Regions from separate parts of the Mus musculus genome. Here regions 2 and 3 are each linked to region 1. A link is a contact called in public HiChIP or PLAC-seq data. All regions are on one chromosome and are shown on one strand. Each heading gives the region's core, a stretch centred on a gene start, on an enhancer-like site or on the middle of the called end of the contact. The rest is flanking DNA. Distances are from core to core; before and after follow the strand shown.

Evidence for each region. HiChIP or PLAC-seq counts read pairs in DNA pulled down with a chosen protein or histone mark.
Region 2: a contact with region 1 is called in an H3K4me3 HiChIP or PLAC-seq map of the SCID.adh cell line, with 33 read pairs. The contact joins the enhancer-like site here to the promoter of Lef1 in region 1. A contact is called at or near these places in 4 of 39 promoter capture datasets (the 3T3-L1 cell line, 3T3-L1-derived adipocytes, the C10 cell line and 1 more), 1 of 15 datasets of contacts at CTCF or cohesin (large pre-B cells), 18 of 484 Hi-C or Micro-C datasets (the C10 cell line, CD4 T cells, CD8 T cells and 10 more), 7 of 115 datasets of contacts at active chromatin or transcription factors (the 230-238 cell line, CD8 T cells, the SCID.adh cell line and 3 more) and 3 of 9 other capture datasets (adipose tissue, liver and pancreatic islet).
Region 3: an H3K27ac HiChIP or PLAC-seq map of CD8 T cells shows a contact between it and region 1, with 13 times the contacts expected there. The contact joins the enhancer-like site here to the promoter of Lef1 in region 1. A contact is called at or near these places in 3 of 39 promoter capture datasets (the HPC-7 cell line, cranial neural crest and second pharyngeal arch cranial neural crest), 1 of 15 datasets of contacts at CTCF or cohesin (CD8 T cells), 9 of 484 Hi-C or Micro-C datasets (CD4 T cells, CD4 single positive thymocytes, CD8 T cells and 4 more), 13 of 115 datasets of contacts at active chromatin or transcription factors (the 230-238 cell line, CD8 T cells, the SCID.adh cell line and 6 more) and 3 of 9 other capture datasets (adipose tissue, liver and pancreatic islet).

Annotation. Positions count from the first base shown.
Region 1 is chr3:131,108,305-131,112,042 of GRCm38.p6, reverse strand. Lef1 (lymphoid enhancer binding factor 1) reads right to left here and starts at 1,746. Exons shown (of 12, transcript NM_010703.4): 1 at 365-1,746. The coding sequence starts at 571.
Region 2 is chr3:131,052,431-131,055,875 of GRCm38.p6, reverse strand. No RefSeq gene overlaps it. Among named protein-coding and RNA genes, the nearest start is that of Gm36603, 54 kb to the left of the region's middle. Within about 2 kb of position 1,410, at least 34 of the 459 cell types and tissues checked have an H3K27ac peak or open chromatin away from gene starts, as enhancers often do. A contact at or near this core is called in the 230-238 cell line, the SCID.adh cell line, double positive thymocytes and 3 more, where this site is marked.
Region 3 is chr3:131,170,705-131,174,639 of GRCm38.p6, reverse strand. The region is part of intron 3 of Lef1 (lymphoid enhancer binding factor 1); the gene reads right to left. Among named protein-coding and RNA genes, the nearest start is that of Lef1, 62 kb to the right of the region's middle. Within about 2 kb of position 2,364, at least 11 of the 459 cell types and tissues checked have an H3K27ac peak or open chromatin away from gene starts, as enhancers often do. A contact at or near this core is called in CD8 T cells and Th2 cells, where this site is marked.

The DNA.
Region 1 (3,738 bases), core at 497-2,996:
CTGTACCGAGAGAGCTAGCGGATGCACTTTGTTTTCCACCCCATGATAGACTTCACAGTTGTGTTTAGACATCCCTGTTTTAATGCACCGCGTCCCTCAGAGCCACCGAAACGTCGGAGGACGAAACCGGTCCGGTATAGGCCAGCGTTTCCTGCCCATTTGCCACCGTTTAGCCATAGAAACACTTGGGATAAATTTCCCTGCCCGCTGCTCACACACGTGCGCACCATGGACTAGGGGCCGTTATTCCCCACCCAGCCCGCGAGGGACCAGGGCTCAATGGCCACCGTGGTCGCGCACCCTGCTTGCTTCCCCTCCGCTTCCCCGGGACCCGCCACGCCTCTCCGGACAGCTGCCCACTCACCTCATGCCCGTTGCTGGCTGGGATGATTTCGGACTCGTTAACCAAAGATGACTTGATGTCGGCTAAGTCGCCCTCCTCTTCGGGATGACTGATCTCGGCGAAGATCTTCTCCTTCTGGGGATCGCCTTCGTCCTTGAAGGGGATCATCTCATCGGTGGCGCAGAGTTCCGGGTCCCCCCCGCCGCCTCCTCCGGAAAGTTGGGGCATCCCGGCGGCTGTGTAATCTCCGCTCCGCTGCGGGAGCACTCCGAGACAGCAAGAAGGGAGGGTCGATGTGAGGTGGGGGAGTTGGAAGACTGAGTGCGGGAGGACTGTGAATGGAAGCCGGGTGGGCAAGCGAGGGGCCCACGGCTGGAGCAGCTGCAGGAGCCTCTGCGATTGCCGCGCTTTCCCACTTAGAAGGACGCCGGCGCCCGGCCCTGGGGCGAAGGGCACCAGACTGCGAGGGCGGCAGCCGCCGGCGCCTCTGAGAGCGTCTACGCCGCTCCGCGTGCACTAGGCTAGGCTGCCAGGGCTGGGTGGCCACCCCACGCCGCACTCGTTGCTGGGGTCTGTGCTTCGAGGACACCGGTTCCGGAGGGGACACGACTTGCCAAAGTGCAAACGAGGGTCCCGTGGTGCGTCACCGTGCAAAACCTCTCCACGGATTCCTCGGATGCTGATTTCGGTGATTTGGGGTTTTGTTTTGTTTTGTTTTTGAGAAGAGGAGAGCTGGGCCAAGAGGCTCCCTTTGCCCCAGCGGAGGTACGAGAAGAATCAGAAAATACCGAAAAGTCCACTTCCTTCAGAGTAAACAATAAAGAGCCACCGGGCTGCAGACGTCCGCGTTAGAGCTTCTTTCCTTCCCTTTCGCTTCGGTTTTCCTTCTGGAGGAGCATTTAATCTGCTGGAGGGGGAGGGGCGGAGGAGGAGGGGAGAAAAAGAGAAGTTTGCCAAGAATAAAGTTTGTGATGATGAGCGCTGGGAATCGGCGGTGGCTGGCACGGCGGAGTCTTGGGGAGTCACAGCAGGAGCTTCGGGCCCAAATGTTCCAGCCCGCAGCTCGGGCCGATACACACACTTACACACACACACACACACACACACACACACACACACTCGAGCCCGATCCCTCTTTGTTCCCGGCTCGAGTTTCTGCCTGGCTCGCCTCTCTCCCCGCCTCCCCTCGGTCAAAGCAAAGAGCTGCCGGTGGCCCCTCGGCTCCTCCGGGCAGACCGGCCGGGGAACACCCGGAGCGTAGCCGCTTGCAAGGCTCCGGGAATGTCCGAATGCCAGGGCCCACGAAAGCGCAGCCCGGTCCCTCCGGTGCGCGCTGCCCCGCAGGTGAGCGGTTGCGCCTTCCCACCGCTTCTCCTCGCCGCGCCTAGCCGGCGCTGCAAAGCTATTCACTTGCGTCGCTTCTCCTCCCCCGCCCCTCCCCCGCCTCCTGCTCTCCTTGGCTGCCTGCTGGAGGGGTGGGGAGGAGGGAGTCTGTTAGGAGGAGGAGGAGATCCAGGTTCTCTCCCCCCCCCCCCAGCCCTAGTTCATTTCCTAGCACCCAAAGGACGAGTCATACTTGGGGGGGGGGGGCGCCGTGGGGGTGCGTATGTGTTTGCGCCCGCCTGTTCATGCCTGGGGGGGGGGGGACGACACCATACAACCTGAAGATAGACTGGGTGCTGTGTGTAACCCAACCCCAAAGAACAGTGTGGCCCACGTGAAAATTGACGAGAAACTACGGGAATGGCTTAACTTCATCATCTGAGCATCTCTTCTTCTCTTGCCGACCCCACCCCACCCCGCCCCCGGCGCCTCACTTCTAGTCCTTTGCCAGTCTTTCTTCAACCTCCTTCCCGCCGCCCACTCTAGCCCCCTCACTCAGGCAAGGGGAGGAAGATGAAAGAGAAAGCCGCTGGCGCTGTGGTCGACACCACATTGATAGATGCTCTGACAGAGGGAATAAGGCGAGAATTAGGGACTAGGGGAAGGAAAAGGAGAAAATGTAACACATTGCTCACCTAACCAGAGAGAAGAGATTCAGCAAAGGCAAACAGAAGAGTTGTGACTCTACTAACCGTGAATCACACACACTTCGGAGACAAGGGCACACCACCCTAGCGAAAATAAAATCTCCAGGCTTACCAGGGGGGAAGGATCAGTAAGAAGGGTGTGGATGAAGACTGAGCCTTAAATATCGCTTCTACGCTATCACATTCATTGTGCCTTTATCACCGAATGAACGTGGGTTTTTGGAGATTCTCGACTCAGCGTGTAGAGACCTCGTAGAAAAAGGAAAATACATCCCAAAAGGAGGGAGAAGAACAACCTAGGAGAGGCAGGCAGCACTGGGCAGTTGCTGACATCCTGGAGACTCCGCTGAAAGGGACCTTTAAAGGATGGATGTAAATACGAATCAAACCTCAAAAATTCTCCGGTTCCCACTGTCTCCTTGGTGCATTTTGGACAGGACTTTTAAGGGCGACGCTTTGTGAAAGTCACTGTGTAAGTGGGGCTTAAGTTTGGAAACACATTGTCTTTTAGCTCTCAACCCCTCCCCTCAAGTCAAATATTCAGGCAAAATCATTAGACCAGTGAGGCAGCCATCTGTAGAACCTGGGAGCAGTAAACAGGAAGAATTGTATCTCCATCTTACTTAAATGGAAAATAAGACTCCAACGAATCGTGTGTTGGTTTCATTACATAAGAACGCTTAGGACAAGAGCTCTCTTTTAAAGGTGAAAGTGTGGGCTATTGGGCATTGTAGACTTTAACAGTTCTTTAAGTCAGCATTTAAAACTTTGCTTACTGATAACTACCAGTTTGGGAGCTGGCTAGGAGGTGGATATATATATATATATATATATATATATATATATATATATATGTTTGAAATATATGTATAGTTTGGTTTGCTGCATAGGACGTGGTTGGTCATATGTAATCTGATAGATTTAGGTACAACAAGGGGCTGGTGAAAGAAGTCAGAATAACAAAAACTTTTCTTTAAAAATTAAATAATTGTCAAGACTATACCTTACAAAAGCCAAAAATGGCATTTTTCCTTCAGGGTACCAGGGAGAATAAAAGGAAGGTTGGGAATAAATCCATTTTTAGAGTGAATCTATGCAGCCTCCAGTGTGATAGGGTGAAGAGCAAAGGGACATAGTTTCAGACGTTTACAGCTCCTGCTAACATAAATTTAACAAAGTCAGAATTCCTCCTCTGAGTGAGCCAATTTGACTGAGCACAAGAACCCTTGGAAGATGCAGCTTCATCAAAGAAGTCGGAGTAGACCGGTCCTTTTCATCAAACCCAGAAGGGGGGAGGGGGCAAGAAGAATAGCCAGAGGGTATTTTTTGAAAGCCAAGAGGAGATTAAATGACGAGTCTACATCT
Region 2 (3,445 bases), core at 161-2,660, 56 kb after region 1:
TTGATATCTGCAAATCGTCCTCCGATATTCAAAAGCACACACGTGCACATGTGTGAACACACACGCATATGTGCGCACACACACACACACACACACAAATGTTAAAATAAATGTAAAATACAGACACAAGCTAAAAGCTAAGAAAGCAATGTGCAAATTGAAAAGACAAGGCAGGAGGCCTAAGGACAACCAAGCCAGTAGTAGCAAGAACATCACTGGCCAGAAGAGAGACCAATTGTTGACTTTTCCTTCAAACAACCCATCAGTACATCAGTGACAGGCTGTGACACGGACATGTGAGCCGAAATAAACTCTTTCCTTCCCTAGCCAATTTTGGCCAGTATTTCACCATAAGAGCTGTGTATTTCCTGGCTGGAGATGTTCTGGATCATCCTAGATGTTTTGGGTGGGAGCACACCTGCAGGTCTGGCTGGCTTCCCCGTTCTTAGCTACTCTTGGTGTCTGAAGCTGAGCGTCTAGCCCAGTGGTTCTATCTCAATGATAGATGTCTTCAATCTGTGGTCCAGTGGAGGCTCATCACTGGCTCTCCAGCATCCCTGTAATCTTTCTACATCCCACGTTCTTTCCTTTCATGCTTCATTCTCTCCCCCAACTTGGCCATTCTTGTTTCTTCAGCTTTTGGCCCAAGTGTGGTCCCTTACAGGAGACCACCACCTTGGTTAACCTTTGCTGGCCTCACTAATCCCAAGCTGAGACTTGAATCCTAGGGCTGGATTCTGGTTTGTTTGCAGATCTGACTTCTCCTTCAGAGTGCTTCTAGTTAGCAGGTGGTTTTACACCACACACAGGCCTGTCCTATAGTTAGGCATGCCATGAATATTTGTAGATAATTTTGTAGTGGTCTAGTGACCGGGAAATTTCTTTTAAAATTTAATTAAATTAATTAATTAATTTTTAAGCAAAAGTGAAGTGGGACAGAAGAGGCTCAAAGACGGAGCTGATTGGAGGACTCAGGGCAGGCGTGGATGTCTGTCTTCCTCCCTGGCACCTGTTATTTCAGTGAAAGAGAAGATTAAGCCACCTGCTGAGAGAACCAGGGAGTCACTGAGCTGGCAGGACCCTTGAGGAAAGTGGTTAAGGGTTTGAAACAGCTGGTATGGAGAACGGAAATGGGATAGATGAGAAACACTTGCGGGCCCAGCTGAGGACGGAGCTCATACATTTATAATGGGGCCCAGCAGCATGAATATGCAATTTTCTCCAGAAAGGCTTAGCTGTCCTGAGCTAGAAATAAGAAAAATAATGCTAATTATTGTTTATTCTTGCCGACTGTATGCCAGGTCCCTGCTATATGCTTAAGTTGCTTGATCGCTATCCTCAGGAGCCTGGGGTGCAGGTGTGTCCTTATTGTTATCACGTGGATGGATTCCAAGGTCACCACAACCCCGCACAGCTGCCAAGTGGCAGAAACAGACACAAGCCACAGACTGTCTCCAGAGGCCAGGACGCAGAGCTTTGCCATTCCTATGTCTCATCTGCTGGTCCTGTTGTGTTGACTCAAGCTAACTGGGGGTGGTCACGGGGAAGGCGATGAAGGGGCAGAGAGGCATGTTGTTAGAGTGATTAGCTGTGTGCTGAACACGGGCATGTTTGGAGACATCCAGATGACAAGGGACTAAAGACATCTGTGATATTAGGGAGCAGGCTGGCGAGGGGCAAGGGAGCAAGAGACAGAGAGAGAAATATGTGGTTTATGAACGAGTAGTGGCAGGTTCCACTAATGCTAATGGATGCTGGTGGGAATGGATCGGAACAAAGCGGAAAAAGGAAGGGGTTGAACCCTTGGGTCCTTCTGTATTGCATTTCTGACGTTTACAACTGGCATAATTGGTGACCCATTTTTCACTGATAAATAAAAGGGTAACCAGAAGGAACAGTAAAATCTCAGGAGACTGCACGCACATGTGTTCACGCTTAGGTGTGCAGGCCCTTGAAGGCCAGAGGTGCCACGGCCTGGAGGTCTTCCACAGTAGCTCTTTATCCATTGAGACAAGATCTCCCACTGGATCTGGTGATCAACAGCTGACTAGACTAGCTGGGCCCTGAGCTCTGGCTATCCACTCATCTCCGCCCTCTTCCTCCACAAGCACTTGGGTTACAGCCATGCACAGCTACAACAAGCTTCGGGAAGTAGTTTCTGGCGATCTGATCTTCAGTCCCACTGCATACATAGCAGGCCTTTTACTGCTCGAACCACCTTTCCAGCACCCCCACTTTTTAGAAATTTGAGACATGGGTTCATTATGTTGTTCAACCTATCCCCAAACTCCTGGACTCGAGTAATCCTGCTATCGAGGTCCCTAGAGTAGCTGGGGTTACAGGTGGGCATCACTGCACCTAGCTGGGACATTTTAGTTGTGGGACTTGTGAGTGTGATGGTTAGTGTTGATTGTTAACCTAAGGAGTAGCTGGAATTACCTAGGAGACAAGCCTCCAGCACACCTGTGAGAGAGAGAGAGATTAGCCTCTGGACACACTTGTGAGTGGTAATCTAGATTAAGCTAATTGATGGGGGCTGGGGAACCCACCCTATAAGTGGGAAGGCACCATTCCCTAGGCAGGGGTTCTGGACTACATAAAAAGGAGAAAAGATTCTATGTGCCAGAAACCATCTCTCTTCTTCTTGACTGCAGATGCAATGTGCCCAGGGACTTCGAGGTTCCGCCATCTTGATTTCCCCACCATGATGAATTACTCAGCCTGAGCAGACAAACGACCCTCAGTCTGAGCTAGCAGAACCCTTCCTTGTGTTACTTTTATCAGGAAATCTTATCACAGCAGCAGGAAAAGTAAGACAGTGAGCAAATATTTCTATTTTATAATGTCACCCAACCCATAATTTAATTAAGTGTAGGGGACTAGAAGGTTGTCATCTAAGAAAACAAATGTGCTCCTTTGAAGTTAAGAATAACTTCTTCGAGGCAGAGTTATACTCAAATATCTGAGAGACGTTTTGGTTTCAAGAGAAAGTAAAATTCGGCGAAAGTTAAGTTACTGTTATTATGGCCAATACAAACACTCAGTACATTCAGGAATGGTGGTCTTCTGTGTGGTCTGTCATATACGATGGGAATTCTATGAATGCTCTGTGTTCTGTTCGGGCTACCTCAGGGACCTAGGCTCAGTCAACATTTCCTTCTATGCTTTGAAACATTGAATCCAGGCATGAAGTCTCACTTACGCTAAGTCACGATTATCCTTCACCACTGGACTATAAAACAGAACCCTGACTCATGATCTCACTCATTGCTTTTCCTGCTGATGTTTGTCAGATATAACATGCGTGCGTGCCAAGTGATGAGAGATGAAACGGCATGATGTAATCAAGTGTGTTTGAAAGAGTGAAGGCCTCCAGGGTATTGGTAAACACATGGTTAATCAGAGCCTTGCAATATACTTCTGTGTTGTAGGGTTTTGTCAAAAT
Region 3 (3,935 bases), core at 1,115-3,614, 62 kb before region 1:
ATGCCTCAGGAAGAAAGGACAAGAGGTGGGATGTGCGTGCCCTCCCATCCTCCCACGTCCGGGAAAGCTGGCAGAACTGTGTGTGTACAGGGGCCTTCCACATGAACTGAAAGGTCAAGGCTCAAGGGATGGATGAGGGGGGTATATGCACACACACACACACACACACACACACACACACACACTTTCTCATTTAGAGTAGAGTAAAATGCCACCACCAATAGAAGCTTATTTAGAAGAAAATTGAGAAAGATTTTAACGTCTCTTTGGCTTGTTTTACGCAGCATTTGGGGCTCCTGTTTGCCTTCTAGGGAAGGTGATGTCAGAGATTAAGCCTTAGCTTAAACGATCTGACCCCTTTAGGACATCGGTTCTCACCCTGTGGGTCTCAACCCCTTTGAGTCGAGATATCCTGCATATAAGATGTCTACATTACAACTTATAACAGGAGCAAAATTACAGTTATGAAGTAGTAATGAACTAATTTTATGGGTTTCGGGTCACCTAAACATGAGGAACTGTATTAAAGGGTCAAAGCCTTAGGAAGATTGAGAACCACTGACCTAGGGTAACTGGAAAGACACAGAATTGTGCTTCCATTTTAAGAGAGGAGGTGTAGGGAGGAGTTAAAAGCCGGATCAATGAGACAAGAGGAGGTTAAAGTCCCTTACTTCTCTCTAGGGAGCATTGTGCTCAGTGTGTGCACAGTGTGAGGAGGTTCACACCCTAACTCCACCACTGGACCCCTCTTTAAAATGGTTCTTTATTGTATCTTGCTCCAGTCTTCCTATTCAGCAGTAGTCTAAGGGCTCACCTTGCCCACGCCCATTCACCCTCCCAACGAGCTACCTAAGGATGGCTTTCCGGGAACAAGCGTGGCCCTGTAAAATTTCTGTCTTCAAGGGTGTGTAAGGATTTCAAAGCAGACTCCTCGTGATGCAGCCAAAGCCCATTCCGGGTAAGGCAAAGCCACAGGCCTTCTTGCTAAGCAATAAAGAAGCGGGGAGGGTCTCACGGCCCCTCCCAGGCAGTGAGTGTGTTATTATAATCATGAAAGTTAGAGCAAATTAACCTTTACCCTTCAGGTTCTCAAAGGATTTCTGTGAGCTAGGGTCTCGGTGTGTGTGTGTGTGTGTGTGTGTGTGTGTGTGTGTGTGTGTGCGCGCGCGCGCATGCGCGGGCATCCAAGGAGCATCCAAATTAAAAAAGGAGAGAAGTAGGTGCACAGACAAAGACTGGAAGCCCCTCCTTGATTGGGCTACAGACAGGAAAGCATGTGTGAACAGAGCCCATGACACACACTCTGGAGGACACAGGCTATGGGCGAAACCCATGAGGGATCAGAGCTCATACGCTAAGGTGCTCTTTCGAGTGTCTTCCCACTACACTAGCAACTCTGGGAGTGCATTGTTTGTTTGTTTGTTTTCTTAATGAACTTAACCACTGGGTCTGTAAACAAAGAGACTGGGGTGAAGACTAAGAACCAGGAGCGGGGCAGTCATGAGAACAACACTCAATGGTGTGGTGTGGGTTGTGACATCCCATCATCCAGGCTGACCTCACAGCCTCTGGCCCACCCCTAATCCTCTGAGTGCACCACTAAATTCCATCAAGAGTCAATCAAGATAAACAGCCAGAGATGAACCAAAACAGACCTGAGGTTTACCGTGCTAGTGGTAAAGCACTCTAGGAAAGGGGACACAGTGGCGTGTTCTGAGGCCAGGTGAAGGGACTAGGCATCCCTTCACTTGAAAGGCTGACCAACATCTTAGGGGACAAGATCACCAGGATCACCAGGAAGAGAGCTGGGGACTTATGGATGCCTGTAGGTAGAGGACCTGTCTATGGTGAAAGTCGGGGTCACACAGCAAGATATCAACGGGTCGCAACACGTTCTGCATCTTGGATACCGAAAACCTCATTTAATCACAGATCTGTGGGTTGGATTTGGGGGATGGGTGGCTACAGTTTGCTTATCCGTGGACAGGGAACAGAATGGCCCACAGTCCCTTGACTACAGAACACTCTATATTCAGAGAGAGAAGTGCTTAGCTCTTTACTGCATAGTAAGTCATCAAGTAGCGACATACTCAACTTTGGTCAGTTTGGTGACAGCAGTATTTGTAGCCAACTTGAGTCACCTAGAATAGACACTCAACTGAGGAACTGAGAAGGCCCAGGCCACTGTGGCTAGTACCACCCCAGCCAGCAGTCCCAGGACTGCTGTATAAGAAAGCAAGCTGAGCAAGCAAAAGCCTCCCTTGTCCCCACCTTGAGTTTCTTGGCTTTCCACCGTGATGGACTGTAACGAATAAGACAAACCAGCCCTTTCCTCTCCAAGCTGATTTGGTTATGATGTATTATCACAGCAACAGAAAGGGGGAAATGACGAGATAAACAAGCCAGGGACGGCTTAGGGGAGAAATACGGAGGCAGAGCTCCCCCTGGTCCATGCGGGGTTCTCTGGCTGGATTTTCCTTTGCAATCCAGGGATCTCCCCTCATAATGATACTGGGTAACGGGGAAGGGCAGGATGCCAGCCCTAAAGGGCCCTGCTCTGGGGTAGAGGGCGAACGATCGCAGTCAACTGCAGCAAGTTCTTCCCTAAACCCATCAGCCCTGCGATGATCCAGCCGGGATTCATATAGAAAGTTAAAAACAACAACAACAACAACAACAACAACAACAACAACAAAACACCTCTACCATCAAAGACAGCAGACTCACAGAGTCTGAAATCCTCTTCCTTGCTTCTGACTTTCAGAGGGTGGAAGACCTCTCTCTGTGTGGCATTCAGGATATCCACAGCGAAAGGAAGAATGTTCGGAGCCTGAGAGAGGACTATAGATCCCCTGAGGTGGGGCAGCCAGCTGGAGCTTACCCGGGGTCAAGGTCAGAGAAATCCCACAGCTACACAGATGGGGAGTGCAGACTGGTGTTTATATGCTTGGACTGCAGATGCATGGTGCAAAATTCCACGGGGGGGGGGGGGGGGGGGGCAGCAGACTTACACCTAATTATGTCACAGTGAGAAGGGCCCTCCCCACTGGCCACAACTATAAAAAGACCTCGCTTTACTCTAATTGTTTTTTATCTTCCCGTCAGGTGTGAGTTGTTGACGTGAGGGATGCTTATGTAAGAATGTGTCTTGGAGCCTCCGTGACTGTGCTAAGAGTGATTGGGTCTCAAGCCATCTCTTACTTATAGCTAGGTGCTTGCAAGTGGAAAGACTCAAGCTTGAGTCTGTGGGGTCCTTATCTTTTGTGGAGAAGTCGATGAAGAGCCTTTTGCAAACAAAAGGAGGAAAGTCTCACAGATTACTTCCACTAGACGGTCTAGCGGAAAAAGTGTACCTGGAGCTAATGCAGGCTGACGGAAGACATTTCCTGTGGGCACTCAGACATGCTGCTGATCTCGGAAGACTAGCACTGAGACTCTCTCATACAGGCCGGCACTAGCCAGTTAGCACTGAGACTCTCTCTCATACAGGCCGGCACTAGCCAGTTAGCACTGAGACTCTCTCTCATGCAGGCCGGCACTAGCCAGTTAGCCACTGGCTGGGGTTCTGCAGGTGGTACGAGCTGAGAGGTGTTGTTTGTGTAAAATATGCACTAGTTTGAAACACCGTTGAGGTTGCACTATGTTTTTTCTTTAAAAACATTTTTTGAGGCAGTAGTGGCTATGCTGAGGATTAAACCTAGGGACCAGCCCATGCCAGGCTGGTTGTCCCACTGAGCCACACGGTCAGCATTTTTTTTTTCTTTTTTAAAATATAGTGTATTAACTAAAATCATGTCAGTTTTTACTTGTCTGATGTTACACATTTGGCGTGGCTATGGAACAATTAAAAATTACAAATACACCGTGTATTTGTTTTCCCTGCTTTTTCTTTCCATGCGGAGGCTCTCCTCATGTTCTGAGTATATGTGAGTGAG